Regions from separate parts of the Sus scrofa genome. Here region 2 is linked to region 1. Evidence: chromatin contacts called from public Hi-C data. All regions are on one chromosome and are shown on one strand. Each heading gives the region's core, a stretch centred on a gene start, on an enhancer-like site or on the middle of the called end of the contact. The rest is flanking DNA. Distances are from core to core; before and after follow the strand shown. Region 1 has its middle 150 kb from the start of PLN. Region 2 overlaps SLC35F1 (solute carrier family 35 member F1).

Evidence for each region. A called contact is a pair of places that touch in the nucleus more often than the background predicts.
Region 2: a Hi-C map of skeletal muscle shows a contact between it and region 1, with 3 times the contacts expected there. The contact joins two enhancer-like sites. A contact is called at or near these places in 6 of 47 Hi-C or Micro-C datasets (embryonic fibroblasts, fetal heart ventricle, heart right ventricle and 2 more) and 1 of 2 datasets of contacts at active chromatin or transcription factors (skeletal muscle).

The regions. Positions count from the first base shown.
Region 1 is chr1:43,605,932-43,610,458 of Sscrofa11.1, reverse strand. No RefSeq gene overlaps it. Among named protein-coding and RNA genes, the nearest start is that of PLN, 150 kb to the right of the region's middle. Within about 2 kb of position 2,253, at least 17 of the 83 cell types and tissues checked have an H3K27ac peak or open chromatin away from gene starts, as enhancers often do.
Region 2 is chr1:43,684,134-43,688,660 of Sscrofa11.1, reverse strand. SLC35F1 (solute carrier family 35 member F1) reads left to right here. Exons shown (of 8, transcript XM_021089044.1): 7 at 4,474-4,527. Among named protein-coding and RNA genes, the nearest start is that of PLN, 230 kb to the right of the region's middle. Within about 2 kb of position 1,845, at least 3 of the 83 cell types and tissues checked have an H3K27ac peak or open chromatin away from gene starts, as enhancers often do.

The DNA.
Region 1 (4,527 bases), core at 1,004-3,503:
ACCCCAGAGAGTTCCTCTGTGCCCCATCCCTCCCAGTCACCCAGTCACCCCTACCACAGGCAACTGCTGATCTGACTTTTATCATCATGAGTTCATTTTGCTGGAATTCCTGTTACATGGAATCACACCGCATACACTCTTCTGAGCATACAGCATACACAACGCAGCCTCACATTTTCCTCTTTCATTCAGCATAATATTGGGGGGATTTGTCTAGGTTGTCGCCTGTACCAGAAGCTCATCTCTTTGTATAGCTGAGTAATATCCCCTGGTATGAATGTACCACTATTTGCTTATCCATTCTCCTCTTGAAGGACATCTGGGCTATTTCCAGTCTTTGTCTATTATAAATAAAGCTGCTAGGAACATTCCTATACAAGGCTTTTGGTGGACATCAGTGTTCATTTTTCTTAGATAAATACCTAGGAGGAGAATTGTTGGGTCATAGGGTAGAGGTGTGTTGACTTTTTAAGAAACTGCCAAATAGTTGTGGTTTTTTTTTGTTGTTTTTTTTTTTTGGTTTTGGTTTTTGTTTTTTTTTTTTTTTGAAGTGATTATACCTTTTAAAACCCACTCAGACTGCACTGTGAAATTATTAGGCCGTTGGCAATCCAGAGGTCCTCCATTAGAGGCCAGACATAAAGAAGTGCTTATAGTATAAAGTACAATAAGCCAGAGAGCTCAGAGAGGAGCTCCGATGCCCAGGGCCCCACACCAGCCCTGCTCCTTTGTCCCTCTGGCACTTGGGAAAAGAGGGCTCGATGGCCAGAGGGAAGTCACTGTGCCCTTAGGTCAGCTAGTGCTTAATCTTTTCCACCATGTGCTTCCTTAATACGCAGAAAACTAGAAGCCAACATTCTGCTTTGTGTGGAGTTTCCTGGCCCGTGCTCTCAGGCAGATAAGGAAGGGCACATGCCTGGGGCTATTTCAGGCTCTCAGATTGATGCAGGAGCCTGTCCCTCAGAGAAAATGGGGCAGCGACTCCTGTGTCATGCGTATGTTTGAGCTTCCGGGAGGAAGGTTTAATCTTAGGATGGATTCCCCTCATTAATAACCACTTTCTTCGACAGATGGATAAAGGTGGTATCCTTTGTGGGGAGGGCGGGGGACTCTTTAGGAATTTGTTTCCCGTCCAGATTGAATAGTTTTTCCTGGTCAAGGCCTAGGAGAACATAAGCCTACGGCTCAGAGACCTCTCCGGTTACCAACGTTCGGTCAGGGACACTCTAACATCTTTCAGAACTTCCCAGTGAGACCTTGGATGGCTAAAGCATTCCTGGGAGTGTTCCCCTTTCTGCTGTGTGAGGGAAGGGTCCAGCCAGGTGGCCTCAATGACTAGGGTGCAAGTCCACCCAGAGCCAAGGGAGGATGCACCAGTGCCACAAACACGCCAGGCCCCCCAGACCTGGAGTCCACTTCCACTGGGGCCTTTTCAGCCTCTCTAAGCCCCCAGCCACCGTAAGACTGAGTTTCCCAAGAGCCAGAGTCCTCTGGAACCACAGACCCCCTAGGACTTTCGTGATGCAGAAACAAGTACCAGGTTGACCTGAGGACAGTTCAGTTTCTCATAGCGTCCTCTGCTTGACCCTGGGTTTCCCAACCTTCTTGGAGCTGGAGAAGACCCTAAGACTTTGCAGGTCTGGGTCCACGCTTCTAGGACTAGTTTAGGTTCCAGACAACCCCTCGAAGTGGCCACATTGGCTGGGAATGAGGTTTTCCTGCATGGTTGTGGTTAGATCTCCTGTCAGTGACAAATTTGTGGTTGACACCACCTGGAATCTTCTGACTGATTAGGTCTCTGGCCACAGGTGCCTATTGAATCCCACAGCTCTGGCCAGGAGTCTCCTGGGTCTTTGGGGTCAGACATAATGGCGTGATCATATATCCCATTGTGCAGACCTCGGCGCAGTTACTCAATCCGGTTGTTAAACTCTTTTTTACTCCCACCCTGGGCTTTTTGTAACAAGGTTAACCTTAAAATAGGACAGATTCTGCTTTCAAAATGCACCTTTAGGAAGCCTCTGAAAACAGGATAAATGTTACCTTTTCTTGCTAAGGCATATTTGTTCCATCCTCTGAGCACCCAAACTTAATAGATCAGGAAAAAACCCAGGTGCTGTTCTGGTTTGCTATAAGTAGTTATCACATGCTATTTAAAGAGTGTGTGGAAGGATTTCTTGGCTCCTATTGAGTCCTGGAATTCTGTTTCCAACGGGCTTTCAGCAGCCTTGGCTCTGAGTCATCTGCCGGGTGACCAGACCCTGGGATCCTGTATCATGTGCTTCTCAGATAATGAGGTCAGATGTGCCAGATCCGCTGGGAGCCTGATAACTGGCTTATTAACATCCCTAAATGAAAACACTTTTGATTAAACCTCACATCTCTGCCTGTCCCCCCTCCCATCTAAAATTAGAGCTGGTATTTTGATAACCATGCCCTTGCTTGAACTTTAGGATGGTTCGAGGATAGGGAAAATCATGATGTCCCCAGGCTTTTATCGCCAAGCTCAAGGGGTTTTCTGGGTCACAAAGCCTTAGACTTTAATTCAAGCCTTGCTGGTCTTTTTTTCCTATGGAGCACACTTAGATATATTTTTTAAGCCTACAAGGTATGAGAGGAAGCACAAGGCTTAGATTCAGGAATCTTGTGCTTGGTGTTTGGAATGCCAAGCTTCTGCTCCTAAACCAGATATGGAAACAAACAGAAGTATCTTTACATCCCTGTGCTTCAGTTTCTCATCCATAAAAAGGAAAGAGTGCCACTTCCTCAACTAGTATAAGGATCACCAAGGATACTAAATGGAGATTCCCCCCCCCTTTTTTTGTCTTTTTGTCTTTTCTAAGACCACACTCATGGCACATGGATGTTCCCAGGCTAGGGGTCTAATCGGAGCTGTAGCCACCGGCCTACGCCAGAGCTGCAGCAACATGGGATCCAAGCCACATCTGTGACCTACACCACAGCTCTTGGCAACGCCAGGATCCTTAACCCACTGAGCGAGGCCAGGGATCGAACCCACAAGCAACCTCATGGTGCTTAGTCGGATTGGTTAACCACCGGGCCACGATGGGAACTCCAAGATTGCTTTGTTTGAACATTGTAATTGCCAAAGTCAATTTGTCCTATGTTAATTTCAGTGTTCAAGCCATCACATGTTTTAGGAGAATCTGGAACTAATCTTTAAAGTAACCCTGGACCCAGGAAATGAAGATGTTCCAGAGAGGACAGATAGCCCTAGAACTCCGTGAAAAGTGAGGAGAATAAGGCCAAATGTCAGACTCATGGAAAACAGGACAAGTGGAATGAGACTGGACAGGAGATGTCCCTACAATGGCGAGATCTTGGTCACGTGGGAGAACAGAAACAAGGATGTCTGGGTTCTCCCACCACAGAATAGAGTGTTCAGGGTTAAAGTGAATGTCCAAAGGGAAAAGCTAGACATGGGGAAGGCTCTTCTGAAGACGCCGAAAAAATTCAGGTGAAAGATGCCTGGCTTTTGGATAAGGATTTGGGCGTAGGTTGCAGGAGAAGATAAGAAAAGTAGGGTAGAAAAGTAAAGAACAAATCTGAACAAAGACTCTATAGACAGAGAAATAAAAGGAGGCAGAGGATTGCCATGCGGTTGCAAAGCAGGCGTGGTGGGCGTGAGGAAGTGAGAGCAGGGAGGAGTGTGAGTGTGGGGACTTCAGCTCTTAGAGGAGTGGGCTTCTTGTTGATGGGGCTGTGTGTGTGGGTGAGAATGTTGGGAAAGGGGAGTGGGGGGAGTCAAGGGCCTATAGGACCCCATCTTCGCTGTGTCCCCACATTGTGAGAGGAGCCTCCCCGGATGAAGGTGGGATATAAGATATGATGCACACAAGAAACCAAACCCCCCAGCACTGTGGAAGCCTGACTGAGACTTTAGGAGCTGAGGATGACAGGGAAGGGGAGGGAATGGTACAGCCCATGACAGGCCCTTACAGGAGAGAATACCAACAGTGCTTGGAATGCCAACTCTCCTCTCTCTCCTCTCACTCCTGATCGCTTCATCCTCAGCCCAAGCTCAGCCAAGTCCAGAACGGGGAAGATGAAGAAAGATGAGAAGCCTCCACATAACCCTTGAAAAGATGACAGATTCATGATGCTTCCTTCAGCCGGTCAGGCATCAGCATGGAGGCAGTGGGAACTGCTCTGGGTAGAGGTGGGGGGTGTAGAGGACTCTGATGTCCACTCATACGGGTTAAGGGGAGCCGTGGAAAGGGCTGGGTGTGGGGATAGCCACGGAAGGACGAAATGAGAGACAGAGCACGAAGGCTGGGTAAGCAGAGGGGCTTGCTTTGGGGGCCACATCAGAGTGACAAGGATGAGAAGCCTGGGAGAAATTGACTGACCCCAAGGTTCTGAGTGAGACTCCAGGAAGGCTGAAACCTCAGTCTCTCTCAGACACCCAATGGCATCAGGATTCTTTTTTTTTATGTTGAGGTATAGTTGAGGTACAATATTATAGGAGTTACATGTGTACAACATAGTGATTCATGACTTTTTTCT
Region 2 (4,527 bases), core at 596-3,095, 79 kb before region 1:
TGAGAGAAAACATGCAGTGTACACAGGCAAACTATACACATGTATAGATGCCGTATCTATCATATGTAAATATATATAGCATGTTGTATATCGTGTATATATGATGTATTGTGTATATATCATATATAAAATGAGTTGTTCATTGCAGTGAAATAGGATGCTCCACTCAAGCCTTACTTCTCTTCAAAATAGACAACATGGCTTAGTGGTATGTGCTCAGAATTTAAAATCAGGCAGCCTGAGTGACCTGAGGGCATGCTACTCGACCTCTGCATGCTGGCCTTTTGCCTGTCACTCACAGATATGTTTCTTACCCTTATTCTGCTCTGCATTACAGAGGCTGAGCCATGCAAATGGTACTTTCGGTACAGCCTTGTTAACTGGCTTCCAGCTAAGTTTGGCCAATGGGAGGCAGCAGAAGGAGATTGGAGGGTGGGAGGAAGAAAGAAACCAGGTTGCGTCTCCTTGTTTCAGGTCAGGCCTCTAGAAATGGTTCAGTGTCCTCTTGAGATTATACCTCTGCTGGGCCTCCCTGACTTACGACCTCTGGTAACATGACCTCCTCCCTGGATCGCTTTGGCTCCAGCAGGGTGAATAATTTACTGCTCTTGCTAATGCCTGGATTACCTCACCCTGTTTCCTCATTATCCACTCAAGCCCCTTTGTAACCTGTGCTCCATATTATATTTTCTCTATTGATCCTGGTGTGGACTGGTTTTTTTTTGGGGGGGGAGGGGAGTAGCTACTGATACAGTCTATAAGCCTATTTCCTCACATGTGTAAAGAAGATAACAATAGCAATGGTGTTATTCTGTCATGGAGATTAATTAATGTCTATAAAGTACATGACACATAGCAAGTGCTCCGTCAACATTAGCTGACAATATTCTTTCCAATTTCTTTAGCTTAAATCTCTTTGGTACAGAGCTACCAAATTCTGTCTTTAATGAGAGAGAAAACATTTCAAATAAGACATGGTTGGAGTTCCCTCGTGGCCTAGGAGTTAACAATCTGGCGTTGTCCCTACTGTGGCATGAGTTCAGTCCCTGGCCCAGGAATTTCCTCATGCCACAAGCGTGGCCAGAAAAAATGGTTATACATATACTTTGTAAATGTAGTTATTGCAGCCATTAACCCTTATGTGGTTGTAATGTGGTTGTAAAAAGTAATTTAGTTTGTTTGCCCACATTAATAAACTGTTTGAAAACCCCACATGGACAGCAAGTTGCGTCTTCGGAGGCATCACTAACATCCCTCAACTATCTAGTGACCATCTAGGAAAAGCAAATCAGCAAATTGCAGTAATATTGCATTCCCATTCTCAGCTTCATCATGTGTGCATTTGGCTGGCTGCTTTGCTCACAAAACAGGATATTCATACACAAAAACATTGGATGACCCAGCAGGGCGATTAACTGTAATGGTGTCTATATCCCATGCCCTTATTTTAATTTTTGCAATTTTTAAGAATAGGTTTAGAATGTTTAAGTTTGCACTTAACAATGTTAAGTCTGCACTCCTTGGCTCACCAATTTGCTTGTAAAGTCACACCCCTTCTCCGAGCCTGCCAATTATATATCCATTCCCTACAGGACAGATCCTTTTGGATGATGTACAAGCATCTAAAACTTAATTTGTTCAGAATGGATCTTTCTATTTCCCCCGAGAACCTGGTTCTCCTGCTCAGTTCTCTCCATCTCAGTAAATGACACCATAATTCACCCAGTTTCTAAATTAGCCAGAACCCATTGAGCCCATGGATATGCTTGATGCTATCCCTTTTCTCACTTCCTACATCCAACCGACCAGCAGGGTGTGCTGAGTCTTCACAGAGTGGCCACTTCACTTCATCTGCACGGCCACTGTGAGCAAAGCCACCAGCACCTCTTGCTTGGGCTGAGACCACACACTCCTCACTGGGCTCCTCACATGCTTCTCCCTCAGTCCTTTCTCTGCATAGTAACCAAAGTCATCTTTTAGGAATGTAGATCTGACATTAGCCACCTGCTACAAACTCCTCATTGGCTTTTCATTACAACTAGAATAAGATAACCTGTTTCTTTCCAAGACTTACAAGGCCCCACATAATCCAAATCCTGTCTAATTTTCCAATCTCCTCTCTTATCACCGCCTCACTCTGTTCATGCTGCTTAGATATTCTGGCTTCTGGAAGCTCCTGGAACTCACCTGGCCCCATCCCTGCACAGGGTCTTTTCATTTGTTGATCTCCCTGCCTAAAATATTTGCCCCCTGACTCTGCCATGGCAATCTCCTTTTAGACCTTCAGGTAAATGCTGCCTCCACAAAGAGGCCTTACCTGGTCACCCTTCCTAAAGCAAGCCACTTGCCATTCCCCATAGGAACCCTTTTCTTCTTTCAAACCACTAATGTTAACTTTAAGCTTCTGGTCTATCCTGTTGTCCATTGCATTGCTAGCCCATAGCAGAGTCCCCAGGGCATAGTAGGTACTCAGTGAATACGTGATTGAATAATTGAGTGACTGTAAAACATCAGATCTCACATGTGAGAAGCCACAGTGTGCTAGGTAAGATGATGGGAGGGTTGGAGTCTGGAACTCTCTAGCTCAATCACTTATAATCTAAATTTGTGATGCCCTCAAAAAACTGAATTAATTTTTATGTCTTTTCTCATATTAACCATAGGTTGATACTGCATTTCTAGTCACTTGATTAAAAAGAAAATGAATTATAAGTAGCATGAAACCCAAGTACAGGAAAATTGATCACTTTCAGGGAATTAACTTCTGCTGAAGAGTCAAAAGCCGTCTGACCTTGCTACAATGAGTCTTCACAAGAGGACTCGAACATATTACTGAATGAGAAAAGTGGTTATTCCATTTTCCTCCTAGGGCATTTCCACCACACTAGAGGGGGCTGTTGTACTGAGTTTGCTTACTTAATGTTCAAAATAAAATTTTTATATAGACTTGACATGGCTTTCCTTGAACTTAAGATCAGAAACATATAGAATAATGATTCACACCCTTAAATGGGAAAACCAAATTTCTCTTTGGAGGGATCACTGGTCTTCATAGTCAATGGGACTGAGTGTCCAATACCTACCAAATCCTCAGGATTCAGAGGAAGTAATTGTCACAGCCCAAATCAGACATGTGTAATCAAGGATTCCTTTGGAAAGGTTGGATATTTTGTTGTATTAAAATGTCCGAAGATCCACTGAGTTATATTAGTTGTGCTTATTCTATGCTTTATTCTTTCATGGTCAAGAAATGAGCTTTTTTTTTTTTTTCTATCTTTGTGTTGTATCAACATCTAGGAAATGATAAGCCAAACTCTAGGTTTAGCCAAACTCCTGATCGAGACCCAGTGAAATTGTGTACTTATGGAATTGTGTATCTAGTTATAATTAGAGAGAGAGAAAGAAAATTTTAGAGGATGAGGGACATAGCATTTTAAGGGCATCTTTTTCCTTTTCATCTGTTTTGAAAAACCTAATTCTTTGATAGTCTACAAGGCATTTACCTATTTATTTAGAGACCAGCAGAGCCTCCCTGTGACAGCCCACAGAATGCTAGGAAAAGTAATGGTGGAATAGGACTCTGTGTGTTGGGGACAGGGCTCAGCAGGATTCTCAAGTCTGGGAGAAAATGACAGGTCATCTCGGGTCCAAGCAATGAAGCGGTCTGCCCAAGGTCACACGGTTAGGATTCCAGGTCAGTACTCTGACTTAGTCCACATCTCCTTGGCACATAAGCCCATCCATCTTAAGGACTATGGGGTTATTCATCATTGTGAGCAATACATGATACCAAGCAATTTTGTTCCTATGTTGCAAATAAAAAAGAAATGAAGAAGGGGGAGGGAGTGGGATGGATTGGGAATCTGGGATTAATAGATGCAAACTATTGCATTTGGAATGGATAAGCAATGAGGTCCTGATGTATAGCCCAGGGAACTTTATCTAGTCACTTGTGATGGAGCATGATGGAGGATAATGTGAGAAAAAGAATGTATGTGTATATGTGTGACTGGGTCACTTTGCTGTAGAGTAAAAATTGACAGAACACTGTAAACCAACTATGATGGAAAAAATAAAAATCATTATAAAAAAAGAAATGAAGAAAGTTTTTTAAAAGACGTGGGTACTAGAAGTTAATTATAGCACAGCTAGAAATAGAATTCAGAGGCCCTGACCCTATGTTCTGGCTGTAGCCATTAAAAAACACTCCTTCTCAGAAAAAGCAAAACATCAGATATGTGTGAGAATTATAAAGGTATTTTTCCACATGCAGATTTTCACGTTTTATTTTATGTGTTAGCTATGTCTCATCCTATGATAAGCATCAATTAATAGAGTAAAGGAAAAACTCCTATGTGAGAGATAAAGGTGGGGGTGGGGTGGGGGGGCTCTGTTCCTCTTCCTTCACCCACTGCGGACACACAGAGGCCCTGGTGGAGGCTGTGACGTCGCCTCTCTTTCCTCTCCCCCCAGGACTGCTCTACGTTGGCTTCAGTGCCTGCATGTTTGGTCTCTACAGTTTCATGC